Linked DNA regions of Canis lupus: region 2 is linked to region 1. The links are chromatin contacts, called in public Hi-C maps. All regions are on one chromosome and are shown on one strand. Each heading gives the region's core, a stretch centred on a gene start, on an enhancer-like site or on the middle of the called end of the contact. The rest is flanking DNA. Distances are from core to core; before and after follow the strand shown.

The links. A called contact is a pair of places that touch in the nucleus more often than the background predicts.
Region 2: a contact with region 1 is called in a Hi-C map of blood, with 6 times the contacts expected there. The contact joins two enhancer-like sites. A contact is called at or near these places in 5 of 9 Hi-C or Micro-C datasets (amygdala, blood and liver).

What each region holds. Positions count from the first base shown.
Region 1 is chr13:2,802,573-2,806,707 of UU_Cfam_GSD_1.0, forward strand. It overlaps LOC119864717 (a long non-coding RNA gene), which reads right to left. Exons shown (of 3, transcript XR_005368254.1): 3 at 3,946-4,135. Among named protein-coding and RNA genes, the nearest start is that of YWHAZ, 90 kb to the right of the region's middle. Within about 2 kb of position 1,834, at least 14 of the 20 cell types and tissues checked have an H3K27ac peak or open chromatin away from gene starts, as enhancers often do. A contact at or near this core is called in blood, where this site is marked.
Region 2 is chr13:2,877,241-2,881,375 of UU_Cfam_GSD_1.0, forward strand. The region is part of intron 3 of YWHAZ (14-3-3 protein zeta/delta); the gene reads right to left. Among named protein-coding and RNA genes, the nearest start is that of YWHAZ, 15 kb to the right of the region's middle. Within about 2 kb of position 2,436, at least 3 of the 20 cell types and tissues checked have an H3K27ac peak or open chromatin away from gene starts, as enhancers often do. A contact at or near this core is called in blood, where this site is marked.

The sequences.
Region 1 (4,135 bases), core at 584-3,083:
TCCACAGCTCCTGTTTGGAGGCCCTGTCCAGGCAGCCATCATCCCCTCTGTATACCCCCCTCATTCCCCATCAAGTGTAGTGCTATAAAGTTTCTCGCTTTGGTCAACCCCCGGGTTCTGTGTGATCGCTTACTTGTTTCTGGGAATTCTCCCCATAACTTTGTAAATTGCTCATTTTGAGTGTACCATCTGTTTCCAGCAGGGATCTTGACTAATACACAAGTGTGTGTGTGTGTGTGTGCGTGCGTGTGCATGCGTGCATGCGTGTGTGTGTGTTTAAGCTACTATCAAGAGAAATAGTTTTCTTCCAAATATCCTATAGTTATATCTAAACGTTCTATTTTGTTCTATAAATACACAGCCAGTATGTAACATACATCTCAGTCCACAATTACAGGTACCAAATACTTTTGTCATTTTCTATAGCTCGATTTAATATCTATTTTGCATCTCCATCCCACTGGGGTGGCAAAACATAGGGTCGCCCAGTGTGGGATTTACTCCTCCACCTCTTTCCCCAGTCTGGTATCTGAGTAATGGAGAGTCTCCTGCTATCGAGGTGCTGCTGGTCGGTGGGATGTCATCTGGCCACGTGGGCAGCTGCCAGGCCACCCCGTGCCCCGCTTTGTTCTCAGTCAGCAATTCAAGAGGTTTGGTGAGCCTTCTACTTCTATGCTATCCACACATTTCTATGCGGTTTTTGTGTTACTCTGGGGCATGGGAAAGTCTGGGAGGCTGCGTAAGCCCCACCTGTCAGGTCAGGCGTGCAGCCACTTTTTCTCTAGTCTTGCCACTTCCTCGGGGCGCTGCCAGGGAAGCATAACACCAGTCCCACTGCTGCTTTCACTCTGGCTTTCCACAGCATATCTCAGAGTCTCCCCGGGTCTCAGCCTGTGGTCTCTTGGGGACCCACCAATGCCCATCCTTAAATTGTTTCTCTTGCAGGGTTATTTCCCCTCCAGCCAAGGAAACTTATTTTCTAGTCTGTATTGTGGGGAAGCTTCCTCATTGCCTATTCTCCTAAATACTCGGCTTAATAGATGCTCAAGCTATGTAGGTTCATCTGTAAGGCTAATTTGGTAGTAATTATGAAGTTGGTACAAAACATAATCACTTCAGAAAAGTTCAGCATTAAAAAAAAGAAAAGTTCAGCATTGTGACGGGTGTGTAGAGGATGTTAGATTCATTCTATCCTAATTTTCTCTTTCACACACTGTACACAATCATGTGCATTTAAAACTTTGGGGAGGGACGCCTGGGTGGCTCAGTGGTTGACCATCTGCCTTTCGCCTAAGGCATGATCCCGGGGTCCCAGGATCGAGTCCCATATCGAAGTTACTGCTTCTCCCTCTGCCTGTGTCTCTGACTCTCTGTGTGTCTCTCAGGAATAAAATCTTAAAAAAAATAAATAATAAAACTTTGGGGAGAACAGGCTTCAGGCAGGCATATGGCACTTTTTAATGAAAGACAATACTGTACTCTTACAAGGGAAAATCCTGTACATTCCTTTTCTTTCAAAGTAGTTTAATGCAAGTTTTCCAATTTGGGTATGTACAAAAGTTTCACAAATTAGAACTTCTTAAAAGTCACTTATTTGGAGAGAAACTGCTAGGCCTGCAGATATAATTTTCTGCCACTAGATGTCTCTGAGTCTTAAAGTAGCACAGCAATGAGGTTTGTGTCTATTTATATACACACAGCACCTACCTCCCAGTTACAGTTTCATAATCCTCTTATGTAATGCTGGGTCCTCAGCTACAGTTAATCATCAGTTGGGAAATGGGTGGGGGAAGGGTGTCCCAAGGGCTGTATGCCCCCACGACAGGGCCAGAAATGCTGAGAGAAGGGTCTGTTCTTGTGTGACCACACAGAACCTCCCGGTTCTGAAATTTGCCCATGCCCTGGGCAGGGAAGGCATGGGCAGGGAAAACAGAGCTGCCTGTGACATGTGACCAGCTGGATGCAAAGACCAAATCATCCTTTCTTACAGATTGGAACCAGCAGAGGAGCTAGTGGGCTGAGTAACAGCTCAGCCCTGCATCTGTCCCCTGGCTGCAGGCGCCACTTAAAACCCTCCCACCCGCCACACCTGCCCCCCATCTGCTGGGGGACCAGGGAACCCCACAGCCAGCAAATGCCACAGAATTCTCTCCAGACTCCTATACATATTGTCAAGGCATCTCACCAATCTGTTTTCTATGGTACTTTCCTTTTTTTTTTTTTTTTTTTTTAAGATTTTGCCTATTTATTCATGAGAGACACAGAGAGAGGGGCAGAGACATAGGCAGAGGGAGAAGCAGGCTCCCTGCAGGGAGCTCGATGTGGGACTCGATCCTGGGACCCCAGGATCATGACCTGAGCCAAAGGCAGGTGCTCAACTGCTGAGCCACCGAAGCATCCTCTCTATGGTGCTTTCCTGCACGTGTCTGTCTGCCAGCTTGGACAGACACTCCCGGAGGGTACAGACTGCTCCTGTTCATCTTTGCAGCCCCTACAGCACCACGTCCAGTGCTTTCTATGAAGGTATATAGTGGATGTCTGTTGCAGCCAATGCATGATCATGGATGATGTGAGAAGGCTGATGAAATTATTCACCACGGATGAGATTTTGAACCTTAAAAAAAATAGCTCAAGTCCTCCAATAACAGAAATCACCTTAAATGAATGCCCACCCCAATGGTTATTTGGAAGCTGATTTATGCAGCTCCTTAAAGCCTATCATTTCAGTGCAAGAGTTAAACGTGTGTACTGTATAGTAAGAATCCCTGGGGTGAACCTGAGCCCCAATATCTATTAGTTCTGTGACCTTGTGGCAGGAGACAGGTAATCTCTGGCTCAGTTATGAACAATCACAGTATTCATTCCATAGATTTGTGAAGATTCAGTAAGTTAATTTTCATCACCTGCTTCACATAGCTCCTGGCACACCGTCATGGCTCAATAATGGTTAAAAGCTGGGGACCAAAGTGACAATGCCTCCAGTTCAAACCCTTCTCTGTTTAATTTAGACAGGTTACATAAACTCTCCAGGCCTCAGTTCTCTAGTCTGTAAAGTGGGGATAATGCTACTTAGTTCATAGGGGGAATAAGTGACGTAAGCTACCAACCCACGTTAGCTAATATCAGCATCACACTTCAGTCCTTACAACATTAAGCAAACAGCTCGAGGACAGAGTGGTCAAGAGATCAGGCGTCGGTCATGACAACACATTCACAATATTGGCAACTCCTCATTTTTCTTTAACTCCTTACTTTTGTATGATTTTGTAAAGCAGTTTATATTTATTATTTTACTTGGATCCTAAAGCCCTTCTGGCTCATTTTAATCCAGAGGATGCTGATAATTAGTAAAACAAATGGTTTCAGGCTTCCTTGTTCCATCAGAGGACAAGGAAAGCCAAGAATGAAGGTAGTTGGGCAAAGGAGAGAAAGGAAGGAAGGAAGGAAGGAAGGAAGGAAGGAAGGAAGGAAGGAAGGAAGGAAGGAAGGAGAGGTGACGAGTCGTAAGCTCTATCCTTCAGCGGTGGCTCCTACCCTGTTCCAGTTGGTGGAATTGTTCATGGCTCTTTTGAAAACACAGTGGGAGCTGTGAATACTCACCCAGAAAACTATACATGAACACAACATTTTCACAGCATTTGCACAGGGTCAGACTGCGATCTGGTGCAAGCGATCATTTGCGTCCCTTTCCAATTAATTTCTTAACAAATGCTTATTTAATATTTACTACTAGTGGCAGAGAGAAGCTAATTTTGTATTCATAAAACTCATGCTTCTCTTTGTGCTTGAGATTAGAATTTATCACATACGCACAGTTTTCTGAACCTCTGAACTTCTTTTTTTTTTTTTGTAAGATTTATTTATTTATTCATGAGAGATACAGACTGACAGAGAGGCAGAAACACAGGCAGAGAGAGTAGCAGGCTCGTCCCAGGAGCCCGATGCGGGATTCGATCCCAGATCCTGGGATCACGACCTGGGCCGAAGACAGGCACCCAACTGCTGAGCCACCCAGGTGTCCCACCTCTGAACTTCTTTAAATGTTAAATAAGTGACGAATTTCTGGCAGTCAGCACAGCTCCATGAAATACGCCATTGGCTGTGAACATTAGGCAGCTGTCCCCTGGCTGGGCAC
Region 2 (4,135 bases), core at 1,186-3,685, 75 kb after region 1:
ACTGTGGTTATATAGGAGATGTTAACATTTAGGGAATCAGGTAAAGGATATATGGGAAATACTCATATATTTTTCCAATTTTTTCCCAAGTTTGAAATTATTTCAAAATGAGAAGTTAAAAAAGACAACTAGTTAAAATTTAATTACCATATGTAAAAAAAGGTTATTTTCTCTTTGGGTTAATATGTTATATAAAATATGTTTTGGGCAGCCCCGGTGGCTCAGAGGTTTAGCACCACCTTCAGCCAGGGGCGTGATCCTGGAGACCCGAGATCGAGTCCTACATCGGGCTCCCTGCATGGAGCCTGCTTCTCCCTCTGCTTGTGTCTCTGCCTCTTGCTCTCTCTGTCTCTCATCAATCAATAAATAAAATCTTTAAAATATATGTTTTAAAGAAAAATCTTAAAAAAAAAATCTTTTTTAATAGTATTTCTAGAACAATGACAATACCAGTGATTTTGTTCTCCATCCTCATATACTTTTTGTGCTCAATTGTGTTTTTCAAATTTCCTTACTGGATTGGTAAGTGCTGATGCATTTATAAACAAAAATACAAGGGTTAGAAAGGAGGTTCTTACTTTTTCTTAGAGTATTCCACCAATAGCGCCAAATTTAATTTCCATTAAGAAAAATATACATAAAATGTCATTAGCAAACAGTAAATAGCCCCCAGAATATCAAAGCAAATGAACCCCTAATGAGACTTTTATGGACTGCAATTTGAAAATATGCCTGGAGTATGTCTCCTTTGACTTGACCTCACCAAATATGTGAATGGGAAAGATCAAGCTCTCATAACCCATTCCTCTGTTTTAGACTGTACTACCATGGCCCTCTTCCATGAAAAGAAATGAAGAGAGGTTAACACACAGATAAATGGCTTTCATACAAATCATGCATGAAAAATTCCAGTGGTTAAAAGAGAAAAGGGGGCAGGAAGCTGAGGCACAAAGGCTTTCAAATGAGATTCTCATTATTTCCATTTAAGTATTAGAATCCTAAAATATAGTCTAAATTTGAAGCCATTGTTCTTAATGGAATTAAAGAGGTAATTTTTCCAGTTATCCCAACAATCCCCAATAACTCATACTTGTAGGAGAGTAAACATCATGTCTCAGTCTACAACTAAGGTGATACAGTAAGAGATAGAAAATATTATGTTTAGGGTATGACCTAATAGAAGTCACTGAACCTCTGAGCTTCAGTTTCTTACCTGTGAAAATAAAAAATCTAGGGTGGATGCTTCTTCAAGCCTGAAGTTCAATGATTCTATAAAGTTCAACTCCCAATTTATTATTATAAAACTTGCAACATTCTGAAGTCATTTTTAGCAATAACCTCAACAGGAAATTTAATTCCAATATTACAGCACATTGCGTAAAGTCAAATTTCTAGTCTTGCGAATTAAGCAAGAATAATTCTGTGCAGAGAATATTCCCAGAACTTTCACTTTACTCTGCAGAGCCACGGAGCCTTTTATCATTCCTAGATCTAAAAAAAGCAGGCTTTTTTGTTGCCAATAGGAGCCCATCAACTTGGAAATTAGTCTCTTGCTCCCCCTTGTGGCTGGAATGGACTTATTTCTTTGAACTGCAACTTAGTTGCTTCCAACCAACCAATTAGAAAAATGCTTCACCAAAAATGCTAATGAATCGGGCTGTTTCAAGAACTAATTTGCAGACATTTTGACTTAAACTCACCTTCCTATGCTTTATTGATCTACAAGAATAAAATTTTAGGTGTCCTATGAATAAGGTCATTTAGTATGAAAAAACAGAGCTACTTAACTTTCAAGGATGGGATCAGAGAGAATTCTAATCAATGAATTCTAATCAATCACTTAACTGAATACATTTTCTATTAATAAATAAATGGCAAATCCTCACCATTTAACTTCTATAAAGTCAACAACTGAATTAGAGAAAACCACGATATATTAACCTTGGTGTTTAAGGAATATTAAAAATCAAAAACGTAATCCTAATTCCTGCTGACAGCTATAGTAGTTGCTCCCTGAAGTTTTCTCCCAAAATGAATCAAAAAACATCTGCAGAAAATGCTGACAGCCTGGTGTTCTAGAACATTTTGTATGCATTTCTGAAAAATCAGCTGGTTGAAAGGACTCACAGTTAAGTGGGATGAGGAATTGCTAAGTTAAATCAGGTTCAGAGGAACGTCTGGGTGGCTCAGTGGTTGAGCGTCTACCCTTTGGCTCAGGGTGTGATCCTGGAGTCCTGTGATCTGGAGTCCCGGGACCAAGTGCCATTATCGGGCTTCCTGAATGGAGCCTGCTTCTCCCTATGCCTGTCTGTGTCTCTGTGTCTCATGAATAAATAAAATTAAAAAAAAAAAAAAAAAGTAAATGGTAGGAGAATTTACAGAGCACTAGGTGTTAACTGCTAAAATTGTTCTGACATGCTTAGGGGCTTTCCTCTTCCTCCTCTGACGCAGAACCCTTTTTAGAGTTGGCATCAACCGTGACCTGGGCTGGTCGCTAACCAAGTATTTCCACCACAAAACACTTGTTTAAAATGCCTCATTTTTCATAGTTTTTTAATTTGCACATGCACACTCTATATTATTATGAACTTCCTAGTGGGACTAGATATTATCCGTTGCTTTTTTAAAAAAGGTGAAGTCTTTCACATTCAACCAACATGAAGTCTTTGTTATTTGTGGTTGTGTTCATTTTCTTAAGTTGTCAAGATTTTTTTAAGAAAAGGGGCTTTTGGGCAGCCCAGGTGGCTCAGCGGTTTAGTGCCACCTTCAGCCCAGGATGTGAGTCTCCCAGGTCGGGCTCCCTGCATGGAGCCTGCTTCTCCCTCTGCCTTTGCGCCTCTTTCTCTCTCTGTCTCTAATAAATAAATAAAATCTTTAAAGGGGGGGGGGCTTTTAATATTTATTATACTTTTTAATAGCACAGGGAGCTTATAAAATAAACATTAAATATAAGAAGTTTAAGCAGTTAATCAAAATTCTTATATTTAACCTCAAAATTAATTAAACAACACTGAAGTGACCATCAGAGATACAAAAAAAGGTTAAGCAGTATATTTGTTATTTAATATCACCATGGGTGTGTATTCAGTCAGTAATTCTCAAAACATCCTCAAGGTAGATCCTCACTGCCATTTTGAAGATGGGGAAATAAAGCTAGAGATGGAATAACTAGCTCAAAGTCATAAAATGAATAAAAATTTCAAACTCCAAAAGTTTGCACAGCTTGTGCTAGATTCTACCATACCTTTAAAAGGTAGTACATATTTTAGTTTCCTTTATTTTTATTTTTTTTAAAGATTTTATTTATTCATTCATAGACACAGAGAGAGAGAGGCAGAGGGAGAAGCAGGGAGCCCGATGTGGGACTTGATCCTGGGTCTCCAGGATCACACCCCAGGCTGCAGGCGGTGCCAAACCGCTGCACCACCAGGGCTGCCCCAGTTTCCTTTATTTTTAGAAAAATTACACGATTATTCTTCAAGTCTTATCCCTTTGATCCAATTACTTTGCCTGATAAGCCTATCAAATAAAAACAACCAAAGGGGAAACTGAAAAGTAGTCCTCAATATATCACTATTTCTAAACATCTTCCAAACACCTTAGTAAAGTACTCAAATTACTGAATTGAGAACTTGTTAAGTATATTAGAGCCTTCCTATACATAATACTGCCCTCAACTGTCAATTCCATAGAACTGCATTTTAAAAATAATGCATTTGGAGGTAAGATTTTAATGTCCCTGGGTTAAATGTGGTCCAAGCAGGTCTACGTTCTAAACTCTGGGCAATGGTGTTTATTATGTTTTCAGAAGCAAAAAAAAATATGAGCAGACAAGTTCATCAGTCTTGGATCAGCATGCAGGTGTTTTTCAGAAAAGCATTTGTAGGGCAGCCCGGGTGGCTCAGTGGTTTAGCGCCGCCCTCAGCCCAGAGCGTGATCCTGGAGTCCCACGATTGAGTCCCGCATTGGGCTCCCTGCATGGAGCCTGCTTCTCCCTCTGCCTGTGTCTCTGCCTCTCTCTCTCTGTCTCTCATGAATAAATAAGTAAAATCTTTTAAAAAACAATTCAAGTAAATGAAATCCCAATACAAGAAAAATTGAACACTCCTTGCAAATTAAATTCAATTGAGTCTTT